Regions from separate parts of the Mus musculus genome. Here region 1 is linked to region 2. The links are chromatin contacts, called in public HiChIP or PLAC-seq maps. All regions are on one chromosome and are shown on one strand. The core of a region is the stretch at or near the end of the contact, and the rest is flanking DNA. Distances in the headings are between cores, read along the strand shown. Region 1 has its middle 32 kb from the start of Gm31966. Region 2 has its middle 21 kb from the start of Anpep.

What was found. HiChIP or PLAC-seq counts read pairs in DNA pulled down with a chosen protein or histone mark.
Region 1: a contact with region 2 is called in an H3K27ac HiChIP or PLAC-seq map of embryonic stem cells, with 7 read pairs. The contact joins two enhancer-like sites. A contact is called at or near these places in 1 of 484 Hi-C or Micro-C datasets (nephron progenitors), 1 of 115 datasets of contacts at active chromatin or transcription factors (embryonic stem cells) and 2 of 9 other capture datasets (adipose tissue and liver).

What each region holds. Positions count from the first base shown.
Region 1 is chr7:79,965,403-79,969,910 of GRCm38.p6, reverse strand. No RefSeq gene overlaps it. Among named protein-coding and RNA genes, the nearest start is that of Gm31966, 32 kb to the right of the region's middle. Within about 2 kb of position 1,415, at least 7 of the 459 cell types and tissues checked have an H3K27ac peak or open chromatin away from gene starts, as enhancers often do. A contact at or near this core is called in embryonic stem cells, where this site is marked.
Region 2 is chr7:79,866,649-79,871,403 of GRCm38.p6, reverse strand. No RefSeq gene overlaps it. Among named protein-coding and RNA genes, the nearest start is that of Anpep, 21 kb to the right of the region's middle. Within about 2 kb of position 2,098, at least 44 of the 459 cell types and tissues checked have an H3K27ac peak or open chromatin away from gene starts, as enhancers often do. A contact at or near this core is called in embryonic stem cells, where this site is marked.

The DNA of each region.
Region 1 (4,508 bases), core at 166-2,665, 99 kb before region 2:
GAACGGCAAAACAAAATAAAACAAAACTATCCGACATCTTTGACAGCATCTAGGCAGCCTGGGGGTTGGGCATTAGTGATGACAGGGTAGAAACCATCATCAAATAAATTTAAAAATAAAGCAATAATTCATTTCAGGGGAAAAATTATTCCCAGAAAATAAACAAAAATGATGGCACTCTGCATGAACTGTATATGAATTTTAAGCACGAGGGAAAGGCCTGGCCAGAAGAAAGCCTGATAAGACTTCACTGAGAGTGGGAAGTCCTCTGAGCAGGTCCCAACCTGAGAAATCAAGAAGTAGCTGTCATGTTTACTCTTAGAAGCAAAGGCAAAACCAGGAAGAAACAAAGAAAGATATCGATGCTTAGCAGTAGGACTGAGTAGTAGGGAGGAAATTTGAATCTATTTACTTTGATAAATTATTGCTTTGAAAGAAAGAAAAAGGACTCTTGGCTGACAAAGCGAGGAGAGAGACAGAGAGTGACTCGGGATGAGGGCACTTGCTGTGCTGGGAAGGGACCTGGGTTTGGTTCCCAGCACCCCAATTCTAGGGGACCTGACACATGGTCTCTATGGGTTCCTGTACATATGTGGTAGACAGACAGACAGACACACAAACACACACACACTCACATGTACAGGCATACTCATATGTACACATAAATATGGCCTTAAGTTATATTCGTGGGACTGTTTATATAGTGCGGAGGTCAGACATTGATGTAGGCATCAATGTTTATTACAGGCATGCAATTTTTATAAAAAAATATTGATTTATGTGTGTATGTGTGAGCCCTAATGAATATATTCGCACCATGTGCCTGTTGGAGACTGAGGAGGTCAGAAGAGGGGGTCCAATCCCCGAGAACTGGAGTTATATGCCATTGCGAGCTGTCATGTGAGCACTTAGTACTGAACCCAGTAGTCACCTTTAACCCCTGAGGCCTCTAAGGTTCAAATCTTAAGTATCTCTATAAGTATCATTTTCTTTTGGTACAGCCATTAAAAATTCTTTTCTTTTAGTTGGGCCTAGTAGTACAGGGATATAATCTCAGCTACTCTGGAGCCTGAGGCAGGAGGACCACAGTATTTTACCCGGGCTGTTGTAGGAGTTCAGGATAACCTAGGTGGCTTAGCGATATTTCATCTCAATCAATGGATCAGTGAACTGTTCCCATGCCACTCCCCATATCAGCGTGATCAGGGAAATCGAGGTGGGAGGGACTGGGGGCGATGGAGACCTTAGGCAGCAAGCAAAGACCTTAAGTGGCAAGTGATCATACAAACAGACTCTGCAGAGACAGGATCCAGGGAGCAGCTCATTTAATTGGTGGGGGAACAAAGGCTATGTAACCTTTGCTGAGTGGGTAGGGTGGGTCTATGGGGGAGAGTGTACATGATTGGCTGAGGCCAGGGTTCTGGGAGTGCCTCATTTGCATAAGGAGGCATTCCAGGTGCTGCTGGGAAGAGGAAGTTTAACCTGGCTACTGTGCTACCTGACCTCGATGAGGACACAGGCCCATGGACGCCAGGACCTTGAGGGCCCAGGGCAGGTGGAGGAGCCATTCCACTGCTGCCGATGAGATCTGCAAGGTTTGTATACTCCTCAGCCCCACTCTTGCTTCGGCCCACAGTGAATCAATGGTTGAATCAATCAACTGATCAATTGGTCAGTTCTGCCTGCAGATGTGACACTTTAGCTGCAAAGCCCTGCACTGCCAAAAGAAAAAAGAAAAAGAGAAAAAAAGAAAGAGAAAGGAGAAGGAAGAGGAGGAGAAGACGAAGAGGAAGAGGAAGATGAAGACGAAGAAGACGAAGAGTCCCCTTTCCCTAGCTTTTCGGAATAGCCAGTACATTATTGTGATCTGTGAGCTGTGTCATGCAGCAGCATACCATGATGGACTTCTTACTTTTGTCCAACCATAGCTGAGGACCCTAGCCTGGTGGCTGAAAACTCATGAGCTATTTGTAGAGTGCCCACCCTTACCTTCAAACTGAAAAGAAACCCAAGCAATTGGATCAAGCCATGCAAGTGTTTCCTTAGCCATGGCAGAATCAGGAATCACTACCTGTCACTAGGTGCAGGTGTCATCACATGGCTCCTGAGGACAACAGTGACATCAAATAATTAAATGTATTTAGTTGTGTGTTACCAGTTATAGTGGCTTGAATGACAATGGCCCCCCACCCCCCTGCCCCCAAGGCTCATTTGTTTGTGTTCTTAGTCCCCAGTTGGTAAAATGTTTGGGAAGGATTAGGAGGTGTCACCTTGTTGGTGGGGGTGTGTCACTGGGGCTAGGCTCTGAGGGTTTTTTGTTGTTTTGTTTTTTGAGACAGGGTTTCTTTGTATAGCCCTGGCTGTCCTGGAACTCACTCTGTAGACCAAGCTGGCCTCGGACTCAGAAATCCACCTGCCTCTGCCTCCCAAGTGCTGGGATTAAAGGCGTGCGCTACCATTGTCTGGCGAAGATTTTTCTAGTAAACAATTTAGCATAGTTATTTCCTCTGAATTGGAGACTTCTGGAGGAAGGAGAGGCCTGTAAGACTTAGGAAGCTGATGAAACCCATAAGTTACAGAAATCTTAGAGTTACATGGTCCAGGTGGCTCTCTAAGGTTATATGGGCAATGCTCTCTGTCTCTGTCTCTGTCTCTGTCTCTGTCTCTGTCTCTCTCTCTCTCTCTCTCTCTCTCTCTCTCTCTTGCATGTATAGTTCCCAAAGATCCATTTGATGGAGACTTTGTTTATCAGGGGGCCAGCATAGTTTGTAGATGTAGTAGAGAACAGACCACAGACAACAATGTTGTGTATTATAGATGCTGGTGAGGGAAGATCTGGTGGAGCAAATGCAAGCTGGGTGGCGTGTGCTAGGCATTTGGCTTTCGTGAGTCGGGGGACCCAGTGGGCTTCTCTGTAATGCAGCCGCCTGGTGCATTCACTCCTATAAATGACCCCCGCATACTCTTTGGTTCACCAAGCTAGACTTGGGTGGCACTGTTTTCATTGGTCTGTCCTTTGCTTGCACCACCCCTGGAAAAATCGCAGGATGCTTCCTAATCCCAGGGGCAGGGGAAGTAGACCACCTATAAAACATTTTTGAACATGTTTGAAGTCTGCCATTTCCCGAAGACGCACCTGATCTTTGGTCACAAACGATGCTGGCCCCATGATAAACAGCGTCTCTTTCAGATGGATCTTTGGGATCTGAAGCAGGATTCTTAGGAGCAGCCTGGAAAGCTAATTTGGATGGCCTCTTCTGCGGCGTCAGGGCCCTTCAGGAATTCTCTGTGATATTTATTGATCATGACTGCATCCACTGATCTATTGAGCAGACACTGGCATCTATTTTTGAACCACAGAAAGAGTTTTTATTTGACTATATTGATTATATTTGAGTGTAACACAGAAATCTTAGTGTGTGTGTGTGTGTGTGTGTGTGTGTGTGTGTATGTGTGTTTGTTCTTGTGTTTGAGGCAGTGTCTAATGGTGTAGCTCAAGCTGCTCTACAGCTCTTGGTAATCCTCCTGCCCAGTGCTGACATTACCTGCCTGCTTCACCAAGACCTGCAACTATATCACAGAAATCTTAAGCTTTTCCCAACAGTCCTGTGTTAAGAGACAAGTCAGCCCTTAAAACAACAGTGTGAATATACTCACCGCTCATTCACTTTCTGTTTAAAAATATGCTTATTATTATCAAGTGTGTGTGTGTGTGTGAGAGAGAGAGAGAAAGAGAGAGAGAGAGAGAGAGGGGTATTGATGATTGATTGGAGGGCCATGCATGTGGAGGCCAGAGAACAACTTTGAAGTCAGTTTTCTCCTTTTCTCTCCTTCTTCCTTTATGTGGGCTCCTGGGATTGAACCCAGGTCAACACAGTGTGTAGGAAGAACTTTACCCACGGAACCATCTCATCAGTACTGCTTTTGCATATTGTAATGCTGAATCATGGAAGCACAAAGCACAAAGGACCAAATAACAGCAGAAACATAGAAACAGGAGTCAGGCTGGAGTAGACTCGGTGCTTTTCGAGAAACCTGGTTTTTGTAGCTTTAACTTTGGAATTAGGTGAGTGTTCAACCTAGGAGGAAAGCTAACTGCAGACACGTGCATTGATGAGGTTCGTCTTCCCTTCACTTCTCTTGATCAGTCTATCTAGAGGCTTATCAATGCCATTGATCTTGCCAGAGAACCAGCTTTCAGGTGCATTGATTTCTCTCTAATGCGAGTCTGTTCCCTGTCCCATCGATTTCTTCTCCCATTTCCTTTACTTACTTGGAGTTTAATTTGCTCTTTTCCTTCTAACGACTTAGAAAGTTGATTTTCAAACTTTCTTTCTTTCTTTTTTTTTTTTTTTCCAGAGACAGTTTCTCTGTATGGCCCTGGCTGTCCTGGAACTCATTCTGTAGAGCAGACTAACCTTAAACTTAGAGATCCGCCTGCCTCTGCCTCCCCAGTGCTGGGATCAAAGGTGTGCGCCACCATTACACAGCTCAAACTTTCTTCATTT
Region 2 (4,755 bases), core at 849-3,348:
ACCAGTGATCCCAGGGTATGTGTTAGCTTGAGCTACCAGCTGAGCACAGGGTCTGGAGCCAGAGGCAGGACAGAACTCATGGATCACCTCAGTCCCTCGGTGCAGCTCTAGTGGAATATCAGATCGGGCCATTTATAAAGAACAGGAATCTCGCCCAGCAGTGGTGGCACAGGCCTTTAATCCCAGCACTTGGGAGGCAGAGGCAGGCAGATTTCTGAGTTTGAGGCCAGCCCGGTCTACAGAGTGAGTTCCAGGACAGCCATGGCTACACAGAAAAACCCTGTTTTGGGGAAAAAACAAAACAAAACAAAACAAAACATAAAGAACAGGAATGTCATCAGGCTCTTCTTGGCTTTCTAGTCTACCAAGATAGGAGCAGCAGGCAGCCTCCTGCTGCCACAGACAGGAGCTGTCCTATTGCCAAGCACCAAGTCCTTGCTCTATTCCAACAATCCCCACCATGAAGGCGTATATCCCCGGAACCAAGCTCTAAACCGGTTCTCATTTAATGCAAACTAATGAACTAGTTTGGGGTTGTTAGTTTTGTTTTCTGCAGTCTGGGAAGATCTTTGTGGTGCATGATCATGACCCCATGGCAGGAGGTGGAGGTCCAGTCGGATTTCAGAACAAAGACCTCAGCAATCCGTTCCACAGTGCCCAGTGCTCGCTCACAGGTCCCTCCCCCAACATGGCCACCTTTGGAGGTAAAGCTTCCAGTTCCCCACTTTGCAGACACTTAGCACAGACTAAGATCCCCAAAGATGGAGAGCAGGCCTGAGGCAGCAAGGGAGGCTTGGAGGGAAAGGAAAGCTGAGTCTGGCTAAGTCTCACAGGGCCTTGAGCTCTCACCCGGCAACCCCCCACCCCACCCACCCCCACCCCCACCCCTGCTGGCCTCAAACCCCTGCCTCCCAAATGCTGGGATTATAGTCATGCACCACAACGTTTAATTCTGGTTTTATTTTGTTTTTATTTGTTTGTTTGAGACAGGGTTTCTCTGTGTAGCCCTGGCTGTGCTGGAACTCACTCTGTAGACCAGGCTGGTCTCGAACTCAGAAATCCACCTGCCTCTGCCTCCCAAGTGTTGGGATTAAAGGTGTGCACCACCACCGCCCGGCTTGTTTTTATTTTTATTCTTGACTTTTGAGCAGAGTGTGGATGAAGAGGGAAAGAAAAGATGCCTCAGAGCCCAACTGGGAGAGCATTTGTGGTGACCCAGGCTAGATCCGAGTGGGACAGTGGGGACAGACATGGAGCAGACTTGTAGCACACTGTAGAGCTCGAATTGGCAGGACTTGGAAAGTGTCATGGTGTAGATCGAGGTCAAGGGAAGAGCAGGCAAGACCTTGGTGACCTGCAAGTAACAGGGGCCTGCTCACAGGCAGACAGTACCCAAGCAGGACCGAGTGTCCACCCCAAGGTTGCGAAGAGAGAAAGCCGAGGCTGTGAGAGTTGTGGGGGGGGGGGGGGTTGCGGCTGGGAGTTCTGGAAGCCTGGCAAGGGCACAGGGAAAGCAGTGCCCAGGAAGAACCTGGCCTATGGCAGACTGCTGCTTACACAGCCTGCTCACACAAGCTCAGGTTAGAAGACTCTGTGGCCATAGAATGGGAGTCCCTAGTTACCAGGGAAACTAAATTTTCCTTCTTGGTTTCTTAGTCTTGTGATAAAAGAATTTAAATACAGACCAGCAAGGAAGCTTGAGGACAATTTTATTGGAGTTTGGAAGAAAATTATAGAGCTGCCTGGAGGAGGAAGCCGAAGGAAAAGAAGAGTGAAGGGGGAGGGGGGTTTGCAACGGCGATGTGCAAACAATCACGTGGGTGGGAAAAGTGTGGGGGTGGGGCTTTGTGAAAAGGTAAAAAGAGCCCAGAGTGGCAGAGAAAGCATGGTCCAGTTCCTGGCCAGTATGTAAGAGAGAGAGGGTGTGGGATGGAAGAGAACTTGCTCTTTTCTGTGTTAGGACTCCGTGGAAAGGATACAGAAAGGAAGTCCTGCCAGCCACCATCCCCAGGGAGGGATATGAGGTCCCTACCCAGGGCTGGAGGTAAAACTCCTTTCTTTGTTAGAAGAAAGAATCAGGAAGTAGTAGTTCTCCTTTGTTGAGTTCTTGACTCTACAAAGCCCAGATGCCCCACCCAGTGGTAATTTAAATCCTAAGAGACTTCCTTCCTAATGTTACCAGGGAAACGGGAGGGAAGGGATCCATCTCCAATGGCTTCCAGGTCTGCTTGCATTTCCAGCTACAGAACTCCAGGGCTTTGGGAAGTGTGAGGGAGGAGATTGCCTTGGAATGGGTGTACAGAGTAGGCCTTGGCCAAAGATGGTCTTAGGTAGTCCAACTGACCCAGGCCCTGTCAGGGAAGAGGCAGCCCAGAATGGTGTGAAGCAGACAGTGTGTCATCGTCTCAACCCAGGGAAGGAAGGCTAAGAACTAATCGTGGGGATGGGGCAGGCAGCTGAAACAAGCTGGTCAGAATTCTACTCCAGGGGAGAATGGGATAGCCAACGTTTTGACACCAGGCTAGACTACTTCTTGCGAGTGACTGCTTTCATTAGTGACTGGTGTACATACTAGAGGTGTGCCAGCTCACAGAAGACACCTGCGGGGTCATAGCACTGTGCAATGGGGATCATTCTACCTCTGTCTGGCAGGGAGCCATTCCCCAGATAAGGGTTGTTCCTTCAACCTGGGTCCTGGAATGCAGGTGACTTGGCACAAAACTGCAGCCAGCTTATGACAGCATGGAATGTGAACAAGAAAGGAACCACCACGTTGTAAGGCTGTTGGTTACTGAGAAACAGGGTGCCAGACCTTAGGAGGCCCTAAGACCTTAGCATAACCACCTCAGGGCTGGAAGTACCACTCAGGCCGTAAAACAACACGCAGACAGCACCGCCTGCCAAAAAAAACGAGAACAAAGACCCACTCCGTCAAATCCTGTCGTTCTGGGAAGTCTCTGAATGGACTCACCTTGCCCCTTAGCTTCTGTAGTTCCACTTCTAACTGTTAGTCAACCCAGAACATGGCTTTTGTGCTCAAATGGCTGCCCTGATAGGGGCTTGGAGCTACACTGGCTCCCCAACACCCAGCTAGCTAATAAAGACTTTCTATTGGCTCAAAACCTTGAATCCAAGCAGTCTCCTCTGGTGGATCCCCACAGCTGGGGCCCGACAAGCCTCCCCTAGCGGATGCAGGGGTCTCGAGGGCGGCATCACACACTGCGCCAGGGGTTCTGTGTGTTTGAGTCAAATCTAAACTAACTCAGGAGCGAGGCAGCCCGACACATAGGGTTGGTTCCGAGTGGTGTGATCTCATTAGTAGAGCGTGCTGACTAGTCCCTAGAGATGAGAGAGCACTGTCTGCCGGCTTGGCAGGAGCAAGTGCAAAGGGAGGGCCCGTTGGGCCCGTTCAATGTGTTTCCTATTGTAACATGACTGTAATTCACGACTACATAATGCCAGAACTGCAAATGTCCAATGTGAGTTCAGGCCAAAGACTAGTTGAAAGAACTGGTTTGGTTTGATTTGGGTCCAGGATGAGACTCAGGGCTAAGTAAGAACTCTAACCAGACTCTTCAGAATTCTACCTCCCCAACCCCCACTCCCTTTCTCTCTGTTGTTGTTGGTTATGGTTTGTTTCTTTGTTCACTTTTTTCCAAGACAGGGTTTCTCTGTGTAGCCCTGGCTGTCCTGGAACTCACTCTGTAGATCAGGCTGGCCTTGAACTCTGCCTCTCAAATGCTGGGTTTACAGGTGTGTGCCACCACCACCCTTTGGATTTTTTGATTTTTGGTATTTTTGTTTTTTGTTTTGTTTTAGTGTGTGTGTGTGTGTGTGTGTTATGTGTGATGTCTGTGTATGTGTGCCTGGGTGTACACACCTATGCACATACAGAAGTCAAAGGAGGGTGGCACGCCCTGCTCTCTCACCCTCTGCCTTATTCCCCTGGCAGGCTTTCACGGACACTGGAGCCAGGCTGGCAGCCAGCAAGCCCTGGGATTCTGCTGTGGTACACAAAGACACCTAAAATTTACATGGGCCTCGGGATTTGAACACACTTCTTCATGCTTGTGTAGCAAGCATTCCTGCTTACATGCTGAGTCAGGCCCCGGCCCTTGGTTTTGTTTTGTTTGAGACTTGGTCTCATGTAGCTCAGGCTGACCCATGTAGCCCAGGCTGAGGAGAACCTGACACTCCTGATCCTCAAGTCTCTTAAGTTCCTGGGGTTACAGGTATGTGCCCTCACCTGGCTAGAATTCATATTCCCTTTATACAGCTCCAGCAAATGACTGACTTGGAGATTAAGTCACTAAGGGTAACATGGCTATTATATGGCAGATAGCAACACAAGATACCAGTGTGTGCTTGAATCCAAAGCTTGTGCTTATTAACCTGGTATGAAAACCCCTTTTGTCATTGTTTAACTGTTAGCCCAGGCTGGTTTAGAACTCACAATGCCCCTGCCTCACACTGGAATTACAGACATGTGCTACCACCTCAGCTTTGTAATGGTATTTGACTGGCAGACCAGGGGTCTCCAGGTTACAGGGCATTATGCCAGAGGCAGCTTCTACATATGCCTAGCATTCCAAAAGAGTTTAATGGGGTGGAAAGTGGGGGGAGGGGGTGCTGTTGATGTGCAGAGGTCTGGTCCTAGAGTTACCATAGTAACAACGGCCTTGGGAAGGGAGACCCAACAAGGTATAGTGAGGTGCTGGGGCCCAGCTTGAATGTGCTTGGGACAGTGGCTTGTTA